Regions from separate parts of the Danio rerio genome. Here region 2 is linked to region 1. The links are chromatin contacts, called in public HiCAR-type maps. All regions are on one chromosome and are shown on one strand. Each heading gives the region's core, a stretch centred on a gene start, on an enhancer-like site or on the middle of the called end of the contact. The rest is flanking DNA. Distances are from core to core; before and after follow the strand shown.

Evidence for each region. HiCAR-type assays count read pairs that join an accessible place to other places.
Region 2: a contact with region 1 is called in a HiCAR-type map of caudal fin, with 10 times the contacts expected there. The contact joins the promoter of ppm1g here to the enhancer-like site in region 1. A contact is called at or near these places in 9 of 18 Hi-C or Micro-C datasets (caudal fin, embryo, fibroblasts and 2 more) and 2 of 4 datasets of contacts at active chromatin or transcription factors (caudal fin and gastrula embryo).

What each region holds. Positions count from the first base shown.
Region 1 is chr13:6,037,035-6,043,087 of GRCz12tu, forward strand. All of the region lies in intron 1 of LOC141377107 (a long non-coding RNA gene), which reads left to right. Among named protein-coding and RNA genes, the nearest start is that of phf10, 30 kb to the left of the region's middle. Within about 2 kb of position 1,752, at least 3 of the 62 cell types and tissues checked have an H3K27ac peak or open chromatin away from gene starts, as enhancers often do. A contact at or near this core is called in caudal fin, where this site is marked.
Region 2 is chr13:6,213,894-6,220,441 of GRCz12tu, forward strand. It overlaps ppm1g (protein phosphatase, Mg2+/Mn2+ dependent, 1G), which reads left to right and starts at 5,265. Exons shown (of 12, transcript NM_201488.1): 1 at 5,265-5,417; 2 at 5,591-5,819; 3 at 6,381-6,450. The coding sequence starts at 5,709.

The DNA of each region.
Region 1 (6,053 bases), core at 502-3,001:
AGTTCACCCAAAAATAAACATTTTCTCATAAATTGTTCGTGCTCAATTGGTTCTAAAACTTAAATTTCTTTATTCCTTGTTAACAGAAAGTAGACTATTTTTGAAGGAAGCAGCACAAGTCATAATTGGCTTCAATAGTAAAATACTATGGAAATGAATGGTTACAAGATTCCAACATTTATCAAAATACATTCCTTTGTGTTTAACAGAAGAATAAAAATAATAAAGGTTAGAAAAACGTAAAGGGGAGTAGGCTAAATAATAACAGAATTGTCATTTTTGTGTGAACTATCGCTCTAAATAACAAATACAATGTATTCCCACAATACCTCATTATTCTCGAAATATCATTATTCATATGCTTATTTGGGGTTTGAGGCTTTTTCATATTTAAACTTGAGGAAACCATATTTATCCTACCTTGTCAGATTGTCCTACCTCCTATTCAAAAAGTAGGTGACGCAATATGCTACCCATCAAATTTTGCTACCAGTGTAAATTTGAATGTTGAGAAGTGTGATATAAAGCTGTAACACCGTCCTAACCCCAACCTCAGAACCATTCAAATACAGTATTGGTATAGTAGTCACTTTACAATAAGGTTCATCAGTTAATGTTAATTAATCCATTTACTAACATGAACAAACAATGAAAAATACAATTACTACTGTATTTGTTCATGTTAGTTAACATTAGTTAATGAAAATACAGTAGTTCATTGTTAGTTCATGTTAACTCATGGTGCATTAACTAATGTTAACAAGCATGGACTTGGATGTTAATAATGCATTACTAAATGTTCAATTATGATTAATAAATGCTGTACATGTGTTGTTCATGATTAGTTCATGTTAGTAAATGCATTAACTAATGAACCATATTGTAAAGTGTTAGCGGTATAGCTTTGTTTGATGGGAAGGATAAGATGTCAGGACAGCTGTTCAGCTTGTGTTCTGGTGATATTTTAGAGGATTTGTGATGTCAGTTTTCCTCACCATAGAAAATATAATGAGTCACGTCACAACACACACTGTTGACAAAGACGTTCAGCAGCTAGAATTTGCCATTTTGTAAAAGTATTTATTAAAATAAATGACAATCAATCTGTGGTTGAGTTCCGAACGTAAAAAAAAAATGCTTAGAATAATTGAGGGCAAAGTCATGGTGGCACAGTGGGTAGCACGACCGCCTCACAGCAAGAAGTTTGCTGGTTCGAGCCCCGGCTGGGCCAGTTGGCATTTCTGTGTGGAGTTTGCATGTTCTCCCCGTGTTGGTGTGGGTTTCCTCCTGGTGCTCTGGTTTCCCCCACAGTCCAATGATATGCGCTATAGGTGAATTGAATTAATTTAATTCGCTGTAGTTTATGTGTATGAATGCAAGAGTGTATGGGTGGAAAGGCCTGCGTAAAACATATGCTGGATAAGTTGGTGGTTCATTCCGCTGTGGTGACCCCTGATTAATAAAGGGACTAACCTGAATAGAAAATTATCAAATAAATCTTTAAGGAACTGTGGTAATGTTAACATGCATTAAAGTAAATCTGAAGTAAAACTAACATGAAGAAAAAAAATACATTTAGATGAGAGGGAAACTCAGTTTTCTGCCTCAGCAGAGTGCAGTCAGTTATACAGCTTTAATATATTAGAATATTTACAGAGTTAATTTACATTTTATTGTGTTATTATCGAGTGAAAGTCCCTGTGGTTGTTCATGGAGGAAAGGGAGGAATTACTTTATGAACCACTGGAGGGCGCAGTTACTCTGTTTTCAGCTTTTCTCTCTGTAACAGCACGAGCACTTGCTAGTCAAGAACAACAAGAAAAAGCTAATTAAAATATCAAAATAAACGTCACCAAAAGGACGGCTCACTGTCGAGTTAAGTCCCTGAGTAGGTACATTTCTGGATATCATTTGTGAGATATAAAAACTTTCTTAGATTAAAACAAGCTTTTTCAAAGCTGGCAAAAGCCTGATTTAGCTTCATAACTCTTTAACCCTCGACACAAATTCCCAATTTAATCGGTGGGTTTATGTGCAATTATGGGTTTAGGAATAGCCAAATGATCTAAAGCCACCAGGCAAGCCATAATGTCATGTGGTTAAAAAAAAAAATTGCAAACGACTTAAAGAGCACAACAAATCCCTAAAAGCATTTAAATATTATTGTTATAGTTAATTCTATAACTTTAGCTGCTTTAGCTAATCTTGTTTAGTGGCTAATTGCTGGCAGTAAACTTCAAACTCTAAAGAATGGTAAGTAACATACACAATCACTGCAAATTATTCCATCCTTGCAATTGTACGCTATATAGCTAAACATTGTTGGTATACAGATTGTATATACATCGTGGGTAGCTATGTTGATTATATTATTCTTTCATTTATTTTAGTCCCTTTATTAATCTGGGGTCGCCACAGTGGAATGAACCACCAACTTATCCAGCACATGTTTTACGCAGCAGATGCCCTTCCATTCGCAACCCATCACTGGGAAATAACAATACCAGCTGAGGCTCGAACCAGCGACCTTCTTACTGTGAGGCTACATCATACCTACTGTGTCACCGCGTCACCTTATATCATATTATATTATTTTTTATTATATTATATTATATTTTATTATATTATATTATATTAATAACCCCATTATGTAATAAACAGCTATACTTGGCTCAAGCCACTGTTACTAGCTCTGAAATTAAGTTTTGTAATTACTAATCCAAAAGTTTATGTTCTTATAGTTATTAATCACCTTTTTCTATTTAGTCTGTCTCTAAAAGTGAGGGTCACATATCCCACCAGCTCTGGCCCACACAGTCAGCTTTTGCTTGGCCTACATGCCGCAGTGAATTATAGTACATGGCTGGACCAAGTCTTCCCAGATAGCAAAGAATTCTGGCCCAGATTTTGCATAAAGCTGGCCCAGCAGGCATTTAATCGGCACTGGCATACATCATGTGGGCAAAACATGTCCTGGGTTTGGCAGATGTTGCACCATCTTTAAGGTGACACACAAGACTTGGGCCAGATATCAAATAAAGTATTTGGCCCAGATGTTAAAAATGTATATGTGGGCCACGTAATTTTGGTCTTGACCAGGGCCGGCGTGTCTATAGAGGCAACCTAGGCGGCCGCCTAGGGCGGCAGAATCGAGAGGGCAGCACTACCCGACACTACCCTCACCACCCGCGCCCTATATCCGCGTAGGGCAGCCGAATAGAGAGGCCGGCGTCCGCGACACTACCCTCACCACTGGCCCTCAGTTATATCCGCGTCTAGTGAGGTATTATACCCCGCGCTTTCACTTCAGGGTTGAGAGTGGAGAGCGTCCTTTGCCTAGAGTGGCAGTTCAGCTTGCTCTGGCCCTGGCCTAGACCCAATTTAAAAATACATTTAATTATTATTTTTTGATTAAAGAAACAATTCTACCAATTAGGTCTCTTCGAGAAAAAGTGCGACCATAAAGCAAAATGCTCCATGGGTTTATCAAATTCATAACACCAACATGACACCAACTTATGTGACACGAACATATCTGACCCAATTATCGGTTGTTAACTTGACTGAGGCTTGGCCCAGATATGGTCCATGTTTGGCCTTTGTATGGAAGCCAGACTTGGTCCAATCATGTACCGTAATTCACTGCAGCATGCGGGTCAAGCAAAAGGATGATTGTATAGGCCAGATCTGGGCTAGAGAAATTTTGCTATGTGGGATGCATTAACATTGAGGTAGCAAAGAATTCTGGACCAGACTTGGCATAAAGCTGGCACAACAGACATCTGTCTGACACTGGCATATAGTATCTGGGCCAAACATGGATCTGGTTTGGCAGAGGTGGCAGTGTCTTTAAGTGACTTGTGCCAGATCAAATGTAGTATTTGTCTCAGATGTTAAAAATGTGTATGTGGCCCACATAAGTTTGGCCTATCTTGACCCACTTTTAAAATACGTTTCAATTATTTTTGAGTAAAGAAAAAAATCTACCAATCAGCTTAGAATAAAAGCATGGCCATAAAGAGAAATGCTTCATGGGTTTATCAAATTCATTGCATTAATGACACACCAACCTATCTGACCCAGTTCAGGCCCAGTTATGGTTATTACTTGGCTGAGACTTGGCCCAGATATGGTCCACGTGTGGCCCTTTTATGGAAGCCAGACTTGGTTCAATCATGTACCGTAATTCACTGCGGCATGTGGGCCAAGCAAAAGCTGATTGTGTGGGCCAGGTCTGGGCCAGAGAAATTGTGCTATGTGGGATGCATTAACACTGAGGTAGCAAAGAATTCTGGACTAGATTTGGCATAAAGCTGGCACAGCAGGCATTTGTCCGACACTGGCATATAGTATCTGAGCCAATGCTATGTGGGTTACTTCCAGACAAGGGTCAAACATGGACCATATCTGGGCCAAATTTCAGCGAAGTTAATAACCCATAGCTGGGCCTGAAATGGGCCAAATAAGTTGGTGTGTCACGATTGCAGTGACATTGATAAACCCATGAAGCATTGCACTTTAGCTCTGCTATGGGCATACTTTTTCTCAAAGCGACCTGATTGGTAGAAGTTTTTTTTTTTCTTAAAAATAATTTAAATGTATTTTAAATGTGGGTCAAGATAGGCCAAACTTGCTGTACTGTACATGCTGTGTGCCAGTGCCGGATGAGTGCTTGCTGTGCCAAATCTAGGCCAGAATTCTTTGCTACCAGGGAAAGCATCCATTTAGAAAACAGTAGTTTGATGTGTAGGCGTAGGATTACTCTGCCTCTTGTACAACCGTGTGACCTGTGTCCAACAAATGAATAGTGCTTGTCTCAGAATATCAAGAATCAATAATTTAAACAGGTAACCACATGGAAGAGAAAACCCCATTACAGGCTTTAAACAAAAGTTTTTTTTCTTCTACTTTTTGCATACTCAGAGGACAATTGGGTAACAAATAACAATACTTTCGCCCATACTTTCCCCCGGTTTTGGTTTCCATCCCGCTAAAAACTGCTAAGTCAAGACAGCAGTGAAGCAGGGGAGAGTCTCATGTATATTTGAGCAGCGGGCTCGACGCGGGGCACCTGCCTCACACCTGTTGCCCCGTCACAATAGAAATGGCGTGATCTCTTTGCTTTCGGGACGTTGACGCTGAGGTCAGTTAGTGCTGTTAAAAGCTGACACTAAGACGAACAAGCTGGTTATCTCGGGTTGTTGATGGAAGTGAATACATACCACTTTAGTCCTGTTTGGACAGTGGCATTAATGAAGAGCAAACCCTCTTGGGAGTGATATTAGGCGGTGAGGAGTGATGCTGCAGTTGTTCATATGCCCGTCTCACTGAAGTGGAACACCGGCTGTTGGCCAAAAACAGGGCTTAGAGTCAGATCTCAATTGGGAAAAAAAAGATGCTACAGATGCTTATTCTTATAGGATGAGCTGTTCTGAGATCCTCTCCAATGCCTAGTAAGTTTAGACAGCATTCTACAGTGTATCCGGAAAGTATTGATAGCGCTTCACTTTTTCCACATTTTTTTGTTACACCCTTATTCCAAAATAGATTAAATTCATTTATACCCTCAAAATTCTACACACAATACCCCATAATGACAATGTGAGAAAAGAGCTTTTGAAATTGTTGCAAATTTATTAAAAATAAAAAACCTGAAACATCACATGTATTCACAGCCTTTGCCGTCAAACTCTAAATTGAGCTCAGGTACATTCTGTTTTCACTGATCATTCTTGAGATGTTTCAGCAGCTTCATTGGAGTTCACCTGTGGTAAATTCAGTTGATTGAACATGCTTTGAAAAGGCATACACCTGTCTATATAAGGTCCCAGGGTTGAAGTGCATGTCAAAGCACAAACCAAGCATGAAGACAAAGGAATTGTCTATAGACCTCCGAGACAGGATTGTCTCGAGGCACTAGGCTGGGGAAGGTCACAGAAAAAATTCTGCTGCTCTGAAAGTTCCAATAAGCACAGTGGCCTCCATCATCTGTACGTGGAAGATGTTTGGAACCACCAGTACTCTTCCTGGAGCTGGCCTGCCATCTAAGCTTA
Region 2 (6,548 bases), core at 4,015-6,514, 180 kb after region 1:
GTTTAAGGGTGGGTTAAGGTGTAAGGGATGGTCAACAGTGTATTAACAAATGTAATTACAAAAGTTAATTACAGATGTAACTACATACATGTATTTAATCAAGCATAAGTACACAGTAAATACATGTATTTACACAATAAGTACATTGTAACAAAGTATTAATTCTTGTGTAAGTACATATTAGTTAAGGCCTCTTAATATAAAGTGGGACCAAAAAAACTAATCTATACCAGTACTGTGAACTTACTCCATTTAAGTTGAGCTTACTCCATTTAAGTTGAAGAAGTTGGGTATTTAATGAACTAATTATCTTCAACACTGAGTTTAAAACAAGTTCAAAAATATGTGGAATTAACTTTCAGTACATTTTGAGTTTACTACACTCATTTCATTTGATAAAGTTGACTGTTGGGTTTTTGCAGTGTTGGTTTGTTTTATTAAGTTACTGAAAAGCAAATGTGTCAATTAAATGTTGTAAATGAATTCAATCTTTAAGTGAACATGTTGTTGCTCAACGGACTGACCACAGTTCATAAGTGCTCAGTGAGCGTATCAGGGTGCAGCTAGACAAGTGTATTCAGCATTAAACTCGTTTTTTTAATAACAGGTTCATTATAAAATGTAAAAAGACCTTAGTTAATATGATTATAGTAATGCTGTGTAGTATGTTTTCTATTTATTTTGAAATGATTTTAAAAAATTATCATATTATAAAACAGCTGAATATTTTTATCTTTGACCCCTGTCCATCAATCAACTTTGGTTTTTGGCCCTTCATAAGAAAAAGTTTGGGCACCTCTGCTCTGGAATTTTACAAGCATCAATGTGCTGTAGGGGTCACTAACATGGTGCCCGTGGGTAGAACAGGCCTGTTCTAAAAATAGCTCACCGAAGCACCACATATGAGTAACGTGCATCTAATATTTTTATAGGTATTCTGTTTAAATCACACTTGCATTGGTGCAAATTTGAAAATTACTTTAAGTTATATATTAAAAGAAAACTTTAAAAACAATTTCAGACAAATGAAGTGTTGCATATTGATATTTATCCAACTTTGTCAAATCATTGACAACTACTGTGAGAAATCATTAACATGATCAATGTCTTCACATAGATGAATATTACTGATTATTAATAATAACATACAATTAAAAGTAAATTAAGAAAAATGTGTTATTTAATAACTGGTAGCCCTTCACACTAATCGGTACCCAAGAAGTAGCTCTTAGTTTCCAAAAGGTTGGTGACCCCTGATGTGCTGAAACTAACAGACGCCCTCTAGTGGTAAAGTAGTTGTAACGTGTGTGATGTTTTGTGTTTGAGCGCCCTCTGTCAATTATGTCGGGAAGTGACTCTTCAGTATTGGTCCCCCTTTTATCCAGATACAGTGCCAGCATATATATCAGTGCACCTGTGGTGTTGCTGATTTGATTGATTTTTTTGTTTGTTTGTTTGTTTGTTTTTTAGAGATTTTGAGAGATGATCATGCAGAAGTCAGCTTAAGAGGTGTGGACGGATCATAAAAGCCATCGACTTAAAGGAGCCTTTAGTACTGATGTTCTGTTACTCTGTGTTGTAAACAAATCAAATCTAAATAAAGAAAGTGCATGCTTTCGATAAGGGATGATCACTAATAACTCATTTTAGGACAATATTATAATTTGAGTACATTTTAAAATCTATTTTTTTCCTACTGCTGTTGGTTTAGAACAGAAATGCACAAATTAGAGCTTGTGGGCCAAAATTGGCTCATGGTATCCTTTGATTTGACCCTCTGAGAAGAAGAGGGAGAATTTTGGGGTGTGACATTTCTAATGTTTTCTCTGGAAAACCCCCAAAGTTGAGGTAACTCAAACCATTTGAGGAAACCGATTGCAACAAACCATTTGAGTCAAAAACTAATCTATATGAATACTGTACTATGAGTACTTAATCCATTTAAGTTGAAGTAATGAGGTATTTAACTAACTCGTTATATCCAACACTGAGTTCAAAACGAGTTTAAATGAGTGGAATTAACTTTCAGTACATTTTGAGTTAACTACACTCATTTCATTTGATAAAGTTGACTGTTGGGTTTTTGCGGTGTTGGTTTGTTTTATTGTTAAGCGACTGAAAAGCAAATGTGTCAATTAAATGTTGTAAATTAATTCAATCTTTACGTGAACATATTGTTGCTCAACGGATAGACCACAGTACATAAGTGCTCAGCGAGCGTATCAAGGTGCAGCTAGACAAGTGTATTCAGCATTAAACTCATTTTTTTTAGTAACAGGTTAAACAGGTACTCTATTTAAGTTGAAGTAATGAGGTATTAAATTAACTCATTCCTTTCAACTCTGAGTTCAAAACTGTTTTCAAATAAGTAGAATTAGCTTTCAGTACATTTTGAGCTACTTTAAGTTGACTGTTGGGTTTTACGGTGTTGGTTTGGTTTATCGTTAAGCTACTAAAAAGCAAATGTGTCAATTAAATGTTGTAAATTAATTTTGTTTATTTTTCAAATGAACATATTTTTGCTTAGCGGATAGACCACAGTTCAGAAGCGCTGACAAAGACATTTTGAGTATTTTTAAAGTACTGTAAATATTTGCTTACACACACAAAAAAAGTATAATCTGTTTCACTATTTTTGTGGAAGCTTAATTAATTTTTCATGGCAGGGTTGACATTTGCATGGATTTGCTCATATGTTAATATTAATTGTGTCAATGTAATGATGTGTGTGTTTGTGTGTGTGTGTGTGTGTGTGTGTGTGTGTGTGTGTGCGTGCGTGTGTGTGTGTGTGTTTAACTGTTAAACATCACTTAGGAAATATTAGTACCATTAATTTTGATATATATATATATAAATATATATAAATATATATATATATATATATATATATATATATATATATATATATATATATATATATATATATATATATATATATATATATATATATATAGTTTATCAAAATTAATGGTACTAATATTTCCTAAGTGATGTTTAACAGATTCAGGAAATTTTCACAGTATGTCTGATAGTATTTTTTCTTCAGGAAAAAGTCTTATATTTTAGAATAAAAGCAGTTTTTATTCGTTTTAAACCCATTTTTAAGGTCAATATTATTAGCCCCTACAGCAATATTTTTTTGATTGTCTATACAGAACAAACCATTCTTAATGACTTGCCTAATTACTTTAACTTTAACCTAATAAACCTAGTTTAGCCTTTTAATGTCACTTTAAGCTGATTGCTAGTATCTTGAAAAATATCTAGTCAAATATTATTTACTGTCATCATGACAAAGATAAATGAAATCAGTTATTAGAAATAAGTTATTAAAACTTATGTTTAGAAATGTGCTGAAAAAATCTTTCTGTTAAACAGATATTGGGGAAAAATATACAGGGGGCTAATTATTAAAAGCAGCTACTTGGTTATCTCAAAGCAGGGGTCTTTTTCTAAAAATGTGGACTTTTTTAGCAGTTATTCACCTAATTTACAATGTATGAGATTTAAATACTGTATTTTAGTGACATTTTAAACATTATTTTAACCAAATATATTTTCTAAAGATTTAGAATAAAGGAAAATTAATAAATACTTATTGTTAAAATACAAATGTATTAGGAATCTGTTGAAGTTTTAAATTAAAAACTGTAGCCTATTGTAGCTTTAGCTTACAAACTGGCCAGAACATTCAACTGTCCTCTGTCCGAATTTGGCTATTTAAATAATAAAAAATAAAACATAACCATAATAAAAGAGCTTCACAATTTTTCTAGCCTCTCTTGTAAAAAAGTACATTTGATTTGATTGAAAATTCATAAATAACAAAAATAGTCAAATTTTTTTTTTATTTAATTTTAATATAGCATTTTGCTTGGTCTTAAAGCCTTTTTCAGAGTATTAATTTGACTATTTACGATGACATAGCAGTCAACATAAGGCAAATGAGCTCATGTATGGGACCAATTCTGGATCTTTGTCATTGAGGGGTGAGTTTTTTCAACCACCCGAACTCCTCTGGCTATGGGCCTGCAAAGTTACTTTGAATAAGGTTCAAATTGGGATAATTTTGACACTTACCACCACTTTTTTCAGGTTGGAGCTGGAATTTATGTATTTGCTGCTGTGATGTCAGTTCAATGTAGCGTGTTGTCAGACTATTGTTGTTTACACCTTGGAGTGAAAACAGACTGAACTTGAGGACGGGTGACCTGGTCCGATAAAAACACTACACAGACAGCATGATCGTCCTTCTCGGAACCGCAAATGGCCATGGCATGACCGTATAACTCGCACGTCTCCTTCGTCAACACACAGGCGTGCGCCGGGCGGCCGCGCACGCTAACAGTATAGCAACCTCTCGCGATACAACCTCTCCAATGCGGCGCCACGCGATATTTGCAAACAAAACATATGGATCTTTTTTATTATCATTTGACAGTAATGGAGGAACGCCGCGAAATGTAGCGAAGAGTACTGATTTTTCTCTAATAATTTACTTGAATAAAAGTACACATATTTAAATTTACTCAAAAAGTACACGTTACCCAATAATTTTACTCAAGTAAATGTAACGAAGTAAATGTAACTCGTTACTACCCACCTCTGAAACTAATTATCATGTAAAGCAACACACCCCTAAAACAACGACCTGTGTACATCCCCCCCCTCCCTAACTCACACTTTTTAACACATTATAATAAAAAATCTAAACTGTGTTTTAAAATGAACCTAAACTTGCAGAAGAACCATATAATAATAATAAATCTTAAAAAAGGGGTAAACTAGGTGCCCTTATTTTCAATACAGCAATACCTGACTATAAAAAGATGACAATTTTGAAGAAAAACTAAACCAGAAAAAATGTTTATGTCGAAGGTAGGTTTAAAGCCACTTCAGCTTAAGGGTACCCTTCATAACATCAAAATCAGTTGCATTCAATCCTCCCTCCTTGATTGGTTTCACTACATCTGATTTTCTTAGATAATGATGCTTATTCTTCCATAGAAAAGTATATTGCATTCGATTCAGATTTTTAATGCACCTATCAGATGTACTTACAGAAAAAGATGGGTAAATCATTCTGGAAAGTGTTGTACCTTTTGTAAAACAATTATACCAAAAATAGATAGATTCCTTTGAACCCACAAATTTATTATATTTTGACTTTTTTTATATTAGTCTCTGCAATCTATTGTTAACTATTATTTAAACCAAAAAAAAAAAAAGAAATTCTAAAAACCACGTGCATGCGCGAACTCACAATAGACTTCCGCTTCCGGTGTGCCTAAAGTCCGCTCTCTGCGAAATGGGTTTGTTGCTGGACTGTTGATTATGTTGACTCACACGTGTTAGGGGCTTTTTTGCTTTTAAAAAGAGGCTCTGACTGCATCAACGTTTATCCCCATTCGCGTTTAATGTGAGCTCGCTCAGTTTCAGGCAGGCCTGCCCGGACTCTCCATCATACCTGAGTGATTGTTCATTTAGAAACTCCAGCAGCATCAGCAGTGTTAGCAGCAGCCCATCAGCTAGCAGCAGTAGCAGGGTAAAACACCGGTTTACTCTCATCCAAGCTTCACTTCGCTCTGAAATGTGACCAGAATCTAGTTTTTACAGACGTATTACCTTCTTTGAAGTCAGTGGATTGGATTAAGTGGATTTATTTAATTTTACGCGTTTTCTTTTCACTAAATCTCACTGCACACATCATGGGGGCTTACTTGTCTCAACCCAACACGGAGAAGAGCACTGGCAACGGCGGGAGCAAGAACTTGAACTATGGGTTCTCGGCCATGCAGGGATGGCGAGTGTCTATGGAGGTAAAACAACCACTTTAATAATATTAAATAGGTTTTGTTACTTTAATTTGCTGATAGATGGATTGCTAATGCTATTAACGAGCAAATGTACGTGAATTATATGTTATTAAAACTATTGAGGTAAAGTTGTTCATATATTCAGACTTTCTCCGTAATAATATGAATTCAGAAAAGTATTCTTTGCCAATTTTAAATGTGAAGATCATACTAGCAGCCTGTGACTATCAAAGTACATTGTTCACTCAGTTAAATGATGCTAACGTTGCATTGGAGTCATACTTGTATGCTACTTCAGACCGAATATTCAAAGTAACGTTACCATGGTAAACAATATAAGGAGCATGTCACCGTTCACAAATGAACGAATGTGTGAATATAAAACCAACTTTAACTCCATTTCAAAGCAGTGTATATTTGCTTTTCAAAGTTAAGTAATGCTAGTCAGTATTTTTTTGTCTAGTGGGAGGAGTGACGTGCGCGGATTTTGGCGCCAGTGAGGTCAGAGGGTGACTCCCGCCTCAAGCTCTCGGTTTTTCTTCATAACCTGTTTTTGTTTCCTAGGACGCGCACAATTGCATCCCGGAGCTGGACGATGAAACCGCTATGTTCGCTGTCTATGATGGCCATGGAGGTAAGATAATAGTATAAGGATTTAAAGATGAGGAAGAGAGACTCGTTTCTGTCAGTTGTCCGGCCTCCGATGTTTCCAAAGCAGTCTGTTCATTAATG